Linked DNA regions of Sus scrofa: region 2 is linked to region 1. A link is a contact called in public Hi-C data. All regions are on one chromosome and are shown on one strand. Each heading gives the region's core, a stretch centred on a gene start, on an enhancer-like site or on the middle of the called end of the contact. The rest is flanking DNA. Distances are from core to core; before and after follow the strand shown. Region 1 holds the start of LOC100514530 (cytochrome c oxidase assembly factor 4 homolog, mitochondrial). Region 2 holds the start of C2CD3 (C2 domain-containing protein 3).

Evidence for each region. A called contact is a pair of places that touch in the nucleus more often than the background predicts.
Region 2: a Hi-C map of liver shows a contact between it and region 1, with 4 times the contacts expected there. The contact joins the promoter of C2CD3 here to the promoter of LOC100514530 in region 1. A contact is called at or near these places in 2 of 5 promoter capture datasets (fetal liver and liver), 3 of 47 Hi-C or Micro-C datasets (heart right ventricle and liver) and 2 of 2 datasets of contacts at active chromatin or transcription factors (alveolar macrophages and skeletal muscle).

Annotation. Positions count from the first base shown.
Region 1 is chr9:8,278,425-8,285,756 of Sscrofa11.1, reverse strand. LOC100514530 (cytochrome c oxidase assembly factor 4 homolog, mitochondrial) reads left to right here and starts at 4,588. Exons shown (of 2, transcript XM_003129636.4): 1 at 4,588-4,810; 2 at 6,806-7,332. The coding sequence starts at 6,818. The coding sequence ends at 7,072. PAAF1 (proteasomal ATPase-associated factor 1) reads right to left here and starts at 6,139. Exons shown (of 12, transcript XM_003129635.4): 1 at 4,486-6,139; 2 at 3,130-3,170. The coding sequence starts at 4,532.
Region 2 is chr9:8,508,398-8,515,420 of Sscrofa11.1, reverse strand. It overlaps C2CD3 (C2 domain-containing protein 3), which reads left to right and starts at 2,578. Exons shown (of 34, transcript XM_021062487.1): 1 at 2,578-2,836; 2 at 5,514-5,783. The coding sequence starts at 2,782. It overlaps PPME1 (protein phosphatase methylesterase 1), which reads right to left and starts at 2,630. Exons shown (of 15, transcript XM_003357190.5): 1 at 2,068-2,630. The coding sequence starts at 2,615.

The DNA of each region.
Region 1 (7,332 bases), core at 3,339-5,838:
AAATTATTTAGTAAATAACGACTGCATCAAACCGAAATTCTAGGAGTAAGAGGGAAGTAAAAACCATCAAGAATTCACAGAGAGTGGGAGAGCTTCCTAGGAAGGGTGGGACTTACGTAGGGGCTGGAAAGAAAGATAGGACATGGAGTTCCCATTATAGTGCAGCAGGTTAAGATCCCAACCTAGTGTCCTCAAGGATATGAGTTTGATCCCTGGCCTTGTTCCATGGGTTAAAGATCCGGCGTTGTGTGAGCTGCAGCATAGGTCACAGACACAGCTCAGATCCTGAAGTGCTGTGGCTGTGGCATAGGCAGCAGCTGCAGCTCTGAGTGGACCCCTAGCCTGGGAACTTCCATATGCTGCAGGTGCAGCCCTAAAAAGCAAAAAAAAAAAAGTGTGGAATTGGATAGTGGTTATAGACATACAACTCTTTGAATATACTAAAATCCACTGAATTTACACTTGAAAAGGGTAAACCTTATCATATGTGAATTATATATATATATATATATTTTTTTTTTCTTTTTACCTTTTCTAGGGCCGCTCCCGTGGCATATGGAGGTTCCCAGGCCTGGGGTCGAATCAGAGCTGTAGCCACCAGCCTATGCCAGAGCCACAGCAACGTGGGATCCGAGCCACGTCTGCGACCTACACCACAGCTCACGGCAATGCTGGATCCTTAACCCACTGAGCAAGGCCAGGGATCAAGCTCAAAGCCTCATGGTTCCTAGATGGATTCGTTAACCACTGTGCCACAATGGGAACTCCAGTGAATTGTATTTTAATACAGCTATTACCTAAAAAAAAATTGTAAGTCCCCTGGTAGCTAGGCAGGTTAAGGATCCGACACTGTCACTACTCCAGCTTGGGTCACTGCTGTGGCATGGGTTCAATCCCTGGCCTCAGAACTCCTCATGCCAAGGGTATGGCCAAAAGAAAATTCAGAATCTTAATAGTACCAACTGATTGTTGTGAGAAGCAGAAATAATGTATGTAAAGCATTCAGAATATAGCACACATTTTATTTCAGTAAAACTGTTATTTTAGGAATTTCCATTGTGGCTTAGCGGTAACGAATCTGACTAGTATCCACGAGGATGGGGGTTTGAGCCCTCACCTCGCTCAGTGGGTTAAGGACCCAGCATTGCCATGAGCTGTGGTGTAGGTCACAGATGCAGCTCAGATCTGGCATTGCTGGGGCTGTGATTAGGCTGGCAGCTACAGCTCTGATTTGACCTCTTGCCTGGGAACTTCCACATGCCACAGATTAGACCCTATAAAGACAAAAACAAAAAAACCAAAAAACAAAACCCCAAACAAACAAAAAACCTTGTCATTTTAGGGAAAACAAAACCCCTCTTCTTAAGAGTTGATCCCACCTCCAACATCACAAAGGAAACTGAGGCTATAAGATCCTCTCAAGTTTCCACATTCTGGTCTACATATTTATCTACATCTACACTTAGCCTCATTTTCTTTCATCTTAGTCTTTTAGACTTAATTCAATTTCCTTCTCTCTCCTCCAACACACTGACTTTTCAGTTGGTCCTTTCTTTTTCTGCCTACAACCTATATTTTAATTGCTCTCCAATTAGTTCCCATCTTTAAAAATAAAATGAAAAACCCTGAATATGATACCTTCTAGCCACCATGCAGCACCAATTTCCTCAAAAGAAAACTCTCTTTAAAATTCTATTTATTTATTTATTTGCATTTTAGGGCTACACCCACATGGAAGTTCCCAGGCTGGGGATTGAGTAAGAGCTGCAGCAGCTGGCCTACACCACAGCCACACTAACGCAGGATTTGAGCTGCATCTGCAACCTACACCACAGCTCACGGCAATGATGGATCCCTAACCCACCGAGCAAGGCCAGGGATCGAACCCACATCCTCATGGTTACTAGTCAGGTTCGTTACCACTGAGCCACAATGGGAACTCCTAAAACTCTATTTCTCAGAGAAAGATAAACACCATATACCACTTATATGTGGAATCTGACGAACCTATCCACAAAAGAGAAATGGACTCACAGATGTTGACAACAGACTTATGGATGCTAAAGGGAAGGGGGAAGATGGGATGGACGGGGAGTTTGGGGTTAGGAGATGCAAACTACTACATTTAGAATGGATAAGCAATGAGGTCCTACGTATAGCACAGGGAATTGTGTCCAATCTCTTGGGACAGAAGATGATGGGGGACAATATGAGAAAAAGAATGTGTGTGTGTATATATATATATATACATGTATGACTGGGTCACTTTGCTGTACAGCAGAAATTGGCACAACACTGTAAATTAACCATAATTTTAAAAAACCTCTATTTCTCATTGAAATAGACTATATGATTATATAAAGACATCAAGAGTCTCTGAAATGAAAAATAATCAGTGAAACGAAACTTTCTCACAAATTAGAAGGAAAAAAAATTGTAATGTTACCACAGTGACTGCAAACCAATGGATGGAAATAAGACAGAAATGTCACTGAGATGAACAATAACATCGCTTGGGCACTGGCTGTGGCAGGGTGAAATGACCAGGTTTTTTACTCTGATCCCAGAATGGTGGTAACCTAAGAACTGTGAAAATCTACTGACACAACGCTGTAAGCAAGCCAACTATACTCTAATTAAAAAAACAAAAACAAAAAACCTGAGAAAATCAAGAACGAGAACCTGTTTGACAACAGAAGTGCTCAGCTTTCAGGATTTGGATTTGATAACCTAAAGACGATTATGAGAGCTTTAAGCAGAAACATTTAGCAGACAACTACTTAATCTCTCGAATTTGAAGAGAGGTCAGAACTAGAGCTATAGATCTAGGAATCATGAGCAGGGAAGGGCATAACTGAAGCTATATAAATGTTTAGAGTACAATAAAAGAGTCTCATTAAATGCATCGACAATGCCTCCATGAACAAGTCTTGCCTTCCAAATTGAAAACCAATCTGAAGGCCTTCCCCTAGAATGGAGTTGGAATGACACCAGTACAACACAGAATGAAGAACATTTGAAGACTCAGCACTGTGCAAGGAGTCTGGGCCAGGAGAAAGTAGGAAGCTCTCTTTCAGAGGTAGTAAATCCTTTCTCTAAAGGGAAGTCATACAGATTTAAAGACATTACCTGGGGGGTGACAGCTCAGCCAGGCCTCCCCTTCATCCTTCCTATGAAGAGAGATAAAAATCTACTTAGGCTCATTCAGTGTCAAAAAGGATGCTACTGATGCAGGTGAGAAAGACTGCATAATTTCTAGTTTGGCCACAGTACTCAGACATGATCTAATCTAACATCTCATCTAGGCATAGACAAACTTTGTTTACTTGAAGAAATATCTGCAGATTAAGTGTTTAATGCATAGATTTGTTGACTCAATGAAGCTCAAATATTTCATTAAATATTTGATGAAATGCTTATTAGCTGCAGAATCTTGGGCAAGTTACTTCCTGATTCTGGACTGTGTTCTCTCAAAGGCACTTGGTGGTCCTCAATAAATGTCATTGTTCTTCCTATTACACATCCTGTGTTACAGTAACATGTTTTTATTTCAGCCCACCTAGTAAGCTGTAAGTTTCTTAAACACAGGAGACTATGTTTTATTAATCTTCACAACTGTTTCAATTTGAAAAACTTATTAGTAATAATATTTGCCTGAGTTTCTACTGTGGCCTGGTGGGTTAAAAAAATCCAGTGTTGCTGCAGCAGCACAGTTTACAGCTACTACAGCTAGGATTCAACCCCTGGCCAGGGAACTTCAATATGCAGCAGGGGCAGCTATTTAAAAAAAAAAAAAAAGCACCATTCATGACACTGCTGTACTCACTCTGGTGCCCACCATAACTTACACAGTATATGACCAATAAATATATGTTAAGTGAATAAATGGTTTGCTGTGCGTTTCCAATTAAGCTGTTAGCTGCTGCTACTTTTTTTTAAGCTGTTAGCTTCTTGAGAGCAGGAACCACCCCTTAAGTTTAGAGAACACATCTGAACTCCACCGAATATTTATCTAGGTCAGAACCTAGACAAGGTAGGCATTACACTGTTTCCTCAATGGAATTGTAAAACATGACTACTAAGGGCCAAGGAGAATGCAAGGATTCCATCACACACTCAAAGTTATTGTGGTGGTGGTGAGTATACTCGGACTTTTGCAAATAGCTGAGGACCAATAAATATTTGCTAAATGACCATGACTACTTGCAAAGAGTCTTCCTGCCTCCTGTTTTCCTGTCTTTTTCTAACTCACTGATCCTATTCTGCCTCTGGGATCACACGGAGCATATGAGTTTCCTTGGCCTCAGCACGGCTCTTCTGAGAATGAAAACCTGACCATGAGGGTCTGAAACATATTTCTAGGCCTCAACAACCGATAAACTAACTCCTATGGATATCCTGGATCGGGCATGGCTCTCGATAACGCAGAGGTAACATCCACTACCCGCCTCGCCTCCTCCGTCCCAGTCCTGGACTTGGAGTCACCTGAGGGCTTGAGCCCAGTCGCTCTGAATCCTCAAAGGCGCCGCCATCTTGACCCCGCCTCCACCAGCCCGCCTCTTCCGCTCTACCCCGGAAGTGGGTGCCCCCGAAGGCGACGCGTGCAGAACGAAGGGCGGGATCTACACCAAGAGGCCACCAATGAAATGTGGCGGGGGGGGGGTCCTCTTCCCCTCCCTACCCCTTTGCAGGCGCGTGCATCTCACAGTAGGCTTGTTCCTGACGGGAGGGTCGGAAGAGTTCCAATTGCCTGCAAAATTGACGCCGTTGTGCAGGAGGGCGCGCTTGGGTCCTCTAGTTGGCCTGTTGGGTGAGCACTGTGTTCCAAGTCCTAGCGCGGTGAAGCATAGCGGGCGCAATCGGGATGTGCCCGGCGGCTGCGCGCGCGCATGCGTACGCTCTGTAGTGGGGAGAGGACTTTAAGTAACTTTGCCGCCTGGATTTCTCTGCTTTTCCATTCTTTCCATGCCTTCCTAGTCCACGCTGGCCTCCGCGAACGAGCTGCCGACCATCGAGCCTTCCCTAAGCAAAAGTCTTTCTCTTTTTAATCCAGTAAAGACTGAAGCCGGGTCGTGGTGGGGAAAGAAAAGGCAGCATTTATTTGAGTCCTGTTGTAGTCTAAGCACATATCACTTATTAGCATATTAATCCGTACAGTAACTCTGCGAGTTAAATACTACCTTAGAAGGACACTTTAAAAGATTACATGCTAATGCGTGTGCATAGCAAGGCGAGGTGCCTGTATTCAAACCTGGATTTCTTGGCTTAGGATCCAAGGCACTGTTCTTCCTACCGTACTTGTTCTAAGAGGTTTGCCTCTTGCCTTTAAAGAGCTCACAGTGTTTTTAGGAAGAGGAAACATGTATAGTAATAGGAGCTATCATTTACTGAACTCTTTGGATGTGCCAGACTCCTTACATGCATTATCTCGTTTAGTCTTGATCCTGTGAGGTAGATATCTTTTTTTCAAGAGAGATTATGAAGTAATTTGCTCAAAGACACTCAATGAGTCAGTGACAAGGCTGTTTCCAGTCCAAGTCTGTTTTCGAAGCCCATTTTCCCCTCTCCCTTAGGTTATACTGCCTCCAAAGCAAATGTGTTTTGTGTAGGGCTATAGAGTGCTTAAATCCTTCTTGTGACTTCTCACTTGCTCTCTGAACACCCTAACATGATTCACAAGGCCTTGCCGTGATCAGATACTTTCTCATCTCACCAGTTTCATTAATTTTCCTGTACTCACTTTTCTCTCATCATGTAGAACTTTCAGTTCCTCTCATGTCAAATTCTGTCTCAGAACCCCCATCGTTTTCTTCCATTGACCAGGAATATCCTTTATATCTCTGGCCAACTCCTATTTATCCTTCAAGTCTCAATTTAGAAATCACTTTCTCCAGGAAGCCTTCAGGTGTCTAGTCCTGCTCTTGTCTGGCTTAGGTATTCCTCTGCTCTGTTCCCCATCTTCGCTTTTTGTACACACTGTACACAAGTAAATAACCTATTTACTTGTCTAGCTTGTAAACTCTATAAAGGCAGGAACTGTCTCTGTTTTGGTCACTCATGTATCCTCAACTCTAGCATAGTGCTTGGTATGTGATAGGTACTCAGTGATCATTTGTAGAGTGAATCAGAGACCCAGGAGGGGCATTAAGGAGCCTTAGCTCATTTACAGCCTATGGTTGTTACAAAGGCTGAGGTCATTTCTCGCTGCCTTTCTTCAGTTCCTTCTGTATGCTACCTTGTGCTTGGTGTCATGAAGCGGATGATTGTGCTCACATAGTCTGGGCGGTTACACCTCACATTAGGTACCCTCACACCTCACGGACTCATTGCTTGTCCTGGACCCTCTATGCTCTGTGCCACAGCCACACAGTTCTCTTCATCCCTCCTGTATGTTAAACCCTACCCATGGTTGGGTACTCTCCCAAGTGTTAAATTTTGTCATTCTCCAGCCATAGAATTTAAAAAGATAGCTTCTCCAATAGGAGAAAAGAGATAGCTACCCCAGAGGGTGACACTTCACCTAATTCATGTTCTATTAGTAGAAGCCATTAGAGATTATTAGTCCCAAACTAAGCATTTTCACACTTTATCTCATTATGTTTGGTTCAAGCTATTTTGTAGGCCTGCTCTCTGCCAGGCCTACAGCTGGGGGTACCGAGGTGAATCAGGTCCAGTATCTACCCTGAAATAGCTTACAATTTTCAAGGGGAGACATGCAGAAATAAGCTATAACAGTGCAGTGGTCAGTGTTATTTATAACAGAGGAACTGTATCATATGTAACCTTGCCTCCACTGATGTTCTAGAGACTCCCAAAAATGTCAACTCAAGGCCATACCTGGTCCCGACAAGTGAAGAAGGAGGATGAAGAAGAGGACCCACTGGACCAGCTGATCTCCCGCTCTGGCTGTGCTGCTTCCCACTACGCAGTGCAGGAGTGCATGGCCCAGCACCAGGACTGGCGACGGTGCCAGCCACAGGTGCAGGCCTTCAAGGACTGCATGAATGACCAGCAGGCAAGGCGACGGGAGGAACTGCAGAGGAGGAAGGAGCAGAGCAGTGCCCACCGTTGAGATCCCTAACCATTTATTCCCAGAGGAGGCCCTGCAGAAACAAGCATCCAGAGAGATCATGGCAAGAAGTCCTAAACAGTGGGGGTGTGGGCCAAGAAGTGTGAGACTTGGGGATCGTCTTTGGGCCTGGGGTTGAATTAGCAGCCTGCACATGAGAGGCAGCCATGGGTTTGCCATGAAGAGCTGGCACAGCATCACATTGAGATCCCACACATCCTTACCTGTTGTGTGCCACCAAAATAGATACTGACCAGTATTTG
Region 2 (7,023 bases), core at 1,329-3,828, 230 kb before region 1:
CAAGAAAGAAGAAAATAAAAATCCAGGAAAATAAACTACTTGAAGACCACATAAAATTCACCAACATATGCTCTTCTCTTCACGGTACTATAAAGAAGCATTTTTCTAAAGAACTTTACCTTCCAGGATAAGCAATTAACCTAAATTAAAAAGACCAAAGCATCTATTTAATCAGCTTAAGTTACTAATAATCTTCTAATCAGTAGATGTTTTTTCTCTTAGTATTTTATTTTCTCTTCTTCAGTTCATCTTCAGAGAACTTGTTTTGACAAAATGAGAAGCTAAACTCTAATTAAACTTATCTGAAGCATGCATAGTTATTTAAAAACTAACATTTTTATGTACTTTTAGTGAAGAGTGATGGAATACTGAAAGATCAAAGTTTAGTTTAAGACAGCAACCAAGATACGTATCAACAATAAACGTTACATTAATTTTACCCTCCAGGTTAATTTTTCCCAAATAATCTGTTATAGATCAACTTCCAGGTGCTCCATGTTACAGTTCTACCTTACTGTCTATCAAAGCTAAAACAATCTTCATTTTATCTTACATGTAGCCTTCCATCACCTCTTTGTACTGTGCATCCTTCGACCTATCTTCTCCGTCAAAATTTTCTCAATTTTCTACTGTGTCTCATAGGTCTCTACCTCAAAGTTTCCTGGTTTTTCCAATCATTCTAACCACCCCTCTACCTATTTTAATCTATAGGACTCTCCTTTCTCTTTGTTTCTAGGACCTGCTTTCACAGCATTACCTATCTTACCTTCATCTCCTTTTTGATCATTTTTTGTACATAACATCTCTTCAGAATCTAAGGTTTTCTTCTCTAGTCCTGATTCCAAAAATAGCTACCAACCTATCTTTAGAATCCCAAACACATACACTTGACTACCTCAGACCTAAGTATTTTTCCTACCCCTTTTTTCTTTACAGTCACTAGTCTCCAGAATCCTGGTTCTACAAATACTCCGCAAAACCAACTCCCTGTTCAATTACCTCTGTTTCAAATAACTACCTCTCCCATGTTCAACACGTTATACTCTCTCTTCTACACCTTCATACCCCCGAACCTGGCACAAGCCATTCAATAACCTAAAACTCCCAAAGCAAACAGCTCCTCCCAACCCAGTAAAGGAAGGTTTCCCCTAAAACACTTTAAGTGGCTACACTCCATACTCTGTTAATTGAATCTTATCAGACCCAAACATAGCTTCCATCAGATGTATTAGCCCAGAAAAAATCAATTGCCCAAATCGCCCTCTTTATGCATCCTGGACTTAGCTCTGCAGCCCTGCGTTCCCTAAACCCTGTTCCTAGTCATCTCTCCGTCTGTGGAGCCCCTGGTCAGTCTCTAAGGCCCTCAGCCCTCCTCCCCTTATCCCCGCCCGCACATCTCACCCCAACAGTCTTCTGGAGTGTGTTCTCCATCTTTCCTCTGGCCTGTTCTCCACACTTGCGCGGTACCCCTCAAGAGACCCAATCTCTAAGTCGCCCGCTCACTCCCTGAATCTGCCTCTTACACCTCTAGGAACTCTCTCTAGAACCTTCTGCTCCCTGTTTCTCTCGTCTGCTCCAACCCTGCCTCAGGTGTTCTCGCTTTCCGTCGGCTTTTTCTAACACCTAGTGTTCACAGTCTTCTTACGCCTCCTAATATTTCCCTGGTTCTTCTAATTCCCCTCAACTTTTCTCTGTCATTTCCCATTTCTCTCAGCCCTCCCTGGCAGACTTCCCTCCACCTCTGTCACCGCTCATCTCCCTTTTCTCAAACCTCCTCCACCCCTTCTTCTGGGGGTGCCTCATTACCTCTCTTACACGATCCTCTCAGCCTCTTCAATCTTTGCCTCATTCCCCTCCCTCCAATACTATTTGTCCTCCAATTCCATTGACTTGGCGCCTCCCCTAGTCCCCAGATCCACCTCCTACTTCATCTAAACGTCTCCAGGCCGCCGCCAACATCTTCTCCCCTCCTGAGCCCTCCTGGTCGTGCCGCCCTAAACGCGCAGAGACACCATTCTCCAATGGCCGGGGCCTGGCCTCTAGGGAGAAGGGGTATGGGTCACGTACCCCATTCGCATCTTGGCTCCGCTCTGACTGCCCCCGCTGCCGGGGAGAGGCGGGCGAGAGGGCAGACGGCCGAGGTGCATGCTCTTCTCGAGGGCCGACATGAAGGGGAGGCCGCAGGTAGCCGAACTGTAGCCGAAGCTCCGTCCCACGCTAAGAGCGGCCCAACCGGTCACAGCTCGCTCCCCTAGCGACGCCCTGTAGCCTTTGGACAGCACCCAGCTACCGGCAGCACCGCCCACCGGCTCCGTAGACTCCACCCCCTCGCCTTGCGCTTCCACCGGAAGTGCGCAACAGCACTTCACAAAGGGAGCTGGGTAACGGAGTCTCGGACCCCTCAGACCCCAAGCGGAGAACTTCACGATCCCAGACGGAAAGAGAAGTGCTCCTGAAAGCAATGCACCCTGGGCAATGGAGTCCTCAAAGGGAGTATCCCTTTGCGCCTGCGCAGCTGGAGGAGACCGTCTCCAACCCCGCGAAGGTAGTGTAGCAAAGCATTCTGGGTGTTGTAGTCTCCTGGTCTGAAGGAGTATGCCGCCTTTCTTTCTCATGGCTTCCCGGGGACTGTTAGAGAAAGAGTCGCTTCTTCCTGCCTCCCAGGCTGCCCAGCGGCGCCAGTTGCTGGGGAACGCAAGCGCGGTGGGAAGGGATGGCGGGAGGTTACGGCTTGGGTGCTGTGGCCGGATTTGAGTTGATGAAGAGGAGCTCGGGCTCGCCATGAAACAACGGAAAGCCCAGGGGCCTGGGGCCGGCCGCAGCCGCGGGAAGAGAGGTAACGAAAGGTTGAGGGCAGAGTGGTAGGGCGGAGTTAGGGGAGCAGGGTGCCAGACGTTCTAGGCAGACTCCCCGCCACCCCCACCCCTCCCATACGCACAGCCGCCTGTTTTTTAAAAAGGGGTTGGAGAAGGGAGAATAACCAGGGAATCAGAAGATTGAAAAGACAGGGCGTTTGGCTCTCCTGCGAATGGAAAGGAAATAGTGGCCGAAGTAGGAGGCAAAAATGAGTAAATGAAGTGAGGGTTAAAAGGGGACGCTTCTAGAGGAAGGAAAAAAAAAAAAAATTGTAGGAATGTTTTGCTTTTTACTTTTTAAAAATTGAGATTATAATTGACATATAACATTGTTCGTTTCAGCTGTACAATATAACGATTTGTATATATTTCGAAATGAGTTCGTGTCTAGGTAGCATCATCACCAGACATAGTTACAAATATTTTTTTCCTTCTGAGGAGAGCTTTTAAAATCTACCCTTTAGCAACTTTCAAATAGACAATACACTATAATTAACTGTAGTCACTGTGCTGTATTTAAATCCCCATGATTTAGGAGTGTTTTTGATAAAGTCAGACGTGTGTTGGGGATGGGGGTGGGGAGGGTGTAGTTTTGCAGGCCACATGGGACTGGAAAAAAAATAAGTTGTAGAGGAGAGTATAGCAGTGATCCTAATGGGCAGGGGTCATGTTTAATACGTTGCCGAATCCCCAAGAACTAGCACAAAGCTGGACTCAGTAAATGTTAGTTGAATGACTGAAGGTGAGACGATCATAAAGCATCCAGGGCTACAGCTGGGAGTAGCGAAAGGATAGTTGTGAAGGAAAAGGAAGAAAAGCTGGGGAGTGGTGGGGGTTGCCGGGGTTGTGAGGGCATGAAGTTCTCTGAAGGATTTAAGATGAAAGAGTGTGTAGCAAGAGAACCTTATCAGGTTAGCATGCTCAAGGAGAAGCAAGCTCACCAAGAGACCAGGAAAGTGTTAGCTGCAGCAAGAACAGTCACCCTGGGAACCCAGGACAGATCAGGAAACGAAACTGAATCTCTACAGGGCTGCTTCAAAAAACATATTAAAAAACCAAAACAAAAAATCCTGGGTGAGTCTGCCTATTTATATTATAGGCAAAGCAGTATTAGGACTCGTGATAGTGCATTAGGCCATTAGGTTAAGAATGAAAGCTGAAGTTTGGGGATGAATCTTATCCACACTGTGTAACAATAACACAGTTTTGAGGCAATGCCTTTCCTTCTAGGAATGATGGGAGGATATGAAACAGAAGCATGGAACTGTGCAGTGCTCGTGCTCCCTGTGTCAAACCAGTCAAGCATATTTGGTTGCTAGGAGGAAAATCAAAACAGAAATAACATAAGAATGTCCTTCTCACTATATACCATATGCATATACAGTAATGCTCATGTGCATACCTGTGTATAATTTTTATACTGAAACTAGCTATATGGTGAGTCTTTTCCTTACTAAAGAAAGCAGAGAAGGTGTTGGCTTTAGAAATCCAAAGAATTGCTAACATAAATTCCTTATCTGATGCTTTCCAATATATTTTCTTCTGGGGAGGCATGACCACTCCCCAGAAAAAAAAAGGAATAGAAAGGTGTGTGTAATATAAGAATGAGTTCTTTTTTCCTTTTTTTATGGCCACACCTGCAGCATATGTGAGTTCCCAGGCGAGGGGTCAAATTAGAGCTGCAGCTGCCAGCCTCCTCCATAGCCACAGCAATACGAGCTGCATCTGTGACCTAAACTACGCTGCAGCTTGTGGCAGGCCAGACCCTTAACCCACTGAGCAAGGCCAGGGATCGAATTCCATCCTCACGGACACTGCGCTGGTTATTAACCTGTGAGCCACAACCAGAACTCCGGAATGCGTTCTTCAATTTCCTGTGAGTTACGGTTACAAGACACTGTGAATGGAAGGTAATCAGTGTCATGAAAGGAAAGCTTTATAGAAACGTCGTATTAATTGCCTCATTTACATTTTATCCCTCTGAAATCCAATAACTATTATAAAGGCCAATAATTATGAACCCAACACTGTGCTGAAAAATAATGGCAGGATGTGAAGATGATAGTTTCTGCCTGCATTGACTTAGGATGTTGGCAGGAAAAGGCACAGGCAGTTTAAGGTGGTCGTTACTGAAATGCCAAGTTGTATTGTGTAGACTTAACCATTTGAGAGTTGAGGGAAGGGCTTTGTTACTATTTTATGTTTAATGATGGTTTTAAAGTAAGAGAATTAGCTAAAGATTGCATCGTCTTAAAAACTGTGGACACGGCAATGATCCAAAAAACAGTATTTGGAAGAAAAATTTCAACTACTCAAAGATGTCTTAAACCTATATATTGTATCATTGTATTTGTATTTTTCATTTGGTGCCTTTCAGTGAAAGAGGAGTTCGTATTAGCAGGTCTTAAGTTGGTGTGGTCTTTACTTAAAATAACCTGAATCAAAGCCTAAATGCAGACTGTCAAGGTGGGTTAAGTGATCCGATAGGTTATTCTGTGGTCTGGTTTGCTAGTTACTTCTCATATATTAGAATAAAGAGAACAAGCCATTTCTCCATAGAGACTGAAATATTTTTGTGTGTTTTCATTCAAAAAGGAGATTATGTGTTTTCTATATTTAGAATAAATTTTGACTTCATGTTCTTGGATTTCTCCCCAGGTTTGAGTGACATTTCTCCATCTACGAGCCTCCCGCCCCTGGTTGAAGGCCAGCTCCGCTGCTTTCTAAAACTTACTGTTAATAAAGTCATATGGAAGATTGCGAAGCCTCCTGCTTGCGTACTTGTTCGAGTGAGATGGTGGGGAGAAACGTCGGAAGGAACCATCTTTTGTCCCAGGGATGCGTTGCAGACCGAGCCAAAAGCTGTGAGAACAACTACACGTTACGCTATCCGCTGTGGTCCAAAGCAGTTTACCTCCTATCTAACAGGTATAGTGTGCGTCTTATCATTTTACCTGTAGGCCAAATAAGAAGCAAGTGGTTATGTTAGATAAGTATTACTGTGTACCTAGTGTCTGTGGTATTGTTATTTTTTGTTTTGTTTTTTTGGGGATTTTTTTGTCTTTTGGATGCCCCACCTGCGGCATATGAAGGTTCCCAGGCTAGGGGTCGAATCAGAGCTCTAGCTGCCGGCCTACACCACAGCCACAGCAATGCCAGTTCCAAGCCGCATCTGCGACCTACACCACAGCAATGCCGGATCCTTAACCCACTGAGCAAGGCCAGGAATCAAATTTGCATCTTCATGAATACTAGTCAATTCGTTTCCACTGAGCCAACACGGGAACTCCTGTGGCGTTGCTCATTATCGAGGAGTAGAAGAGGTTTTATAGCCACTTGAGAGTGTACTGTGTGCTAGCAATTGATAACACATGTTATTTCTAATCCTGAATAACCCCGCAAGATAGATATTCTCTCTTTTTTATAGACAATGAAACTAAGGTTCAGAGAGGTGAAATTAATACTCTCTAAGGTTACGTAGTTGATAAATGACAAAATTAGATTTAAACCCACTTTCTGACACCAAAACTCATGCACTTATCACCACACCACGCTGCTTCAAGTAATAACTGTAGTCTCTGTTCTGGGGCTTATGTCATGCTCAAGAAAAGAAGGTAGAGATAGAAAGTTTACCGATAATATGAGATAATACATGTTAAATACCAAATGAGTGGTTTAGTGAGTCGGTAAAGAAAGGAGAAGGGAGCTCCTTCTGCAGAGCCAGAATTTCTTCATTTCTCTTCAAAGAAAGCATTCTAAAAGTACTGTATTCTCTATGTGATCAAGCTTTCGCATAAACACATTTTGGATGGCGGAGTAACTTATCAAGTCAATTCAGTTCAAGTCAGTAAAGATTAAGTTTTAGCACATAAACAGTGTTGGGCGAAGAGAACTGCAACACCAAAGACTAATTAAAGATTAACCTGCCCTTAACTTGACATTCTTCCCAGAAGAAAAGTTTGAAGACATCAAAATACAGAGAACAAAGACTTCAGTTATTCACAAAATGTACATTGAGCATTTAGTTTGTGTTAGACATTGTGCTAGGCACTGTGGAGAGTCCAAAAATGAATCCAAAAATTTAATCAGAATGGTGTCTAATTCTAACTAAACTCACACAGAAGTGACTAGTACAGTAGTTAACTGTAGTAGGTGGAAAGTGATTAGA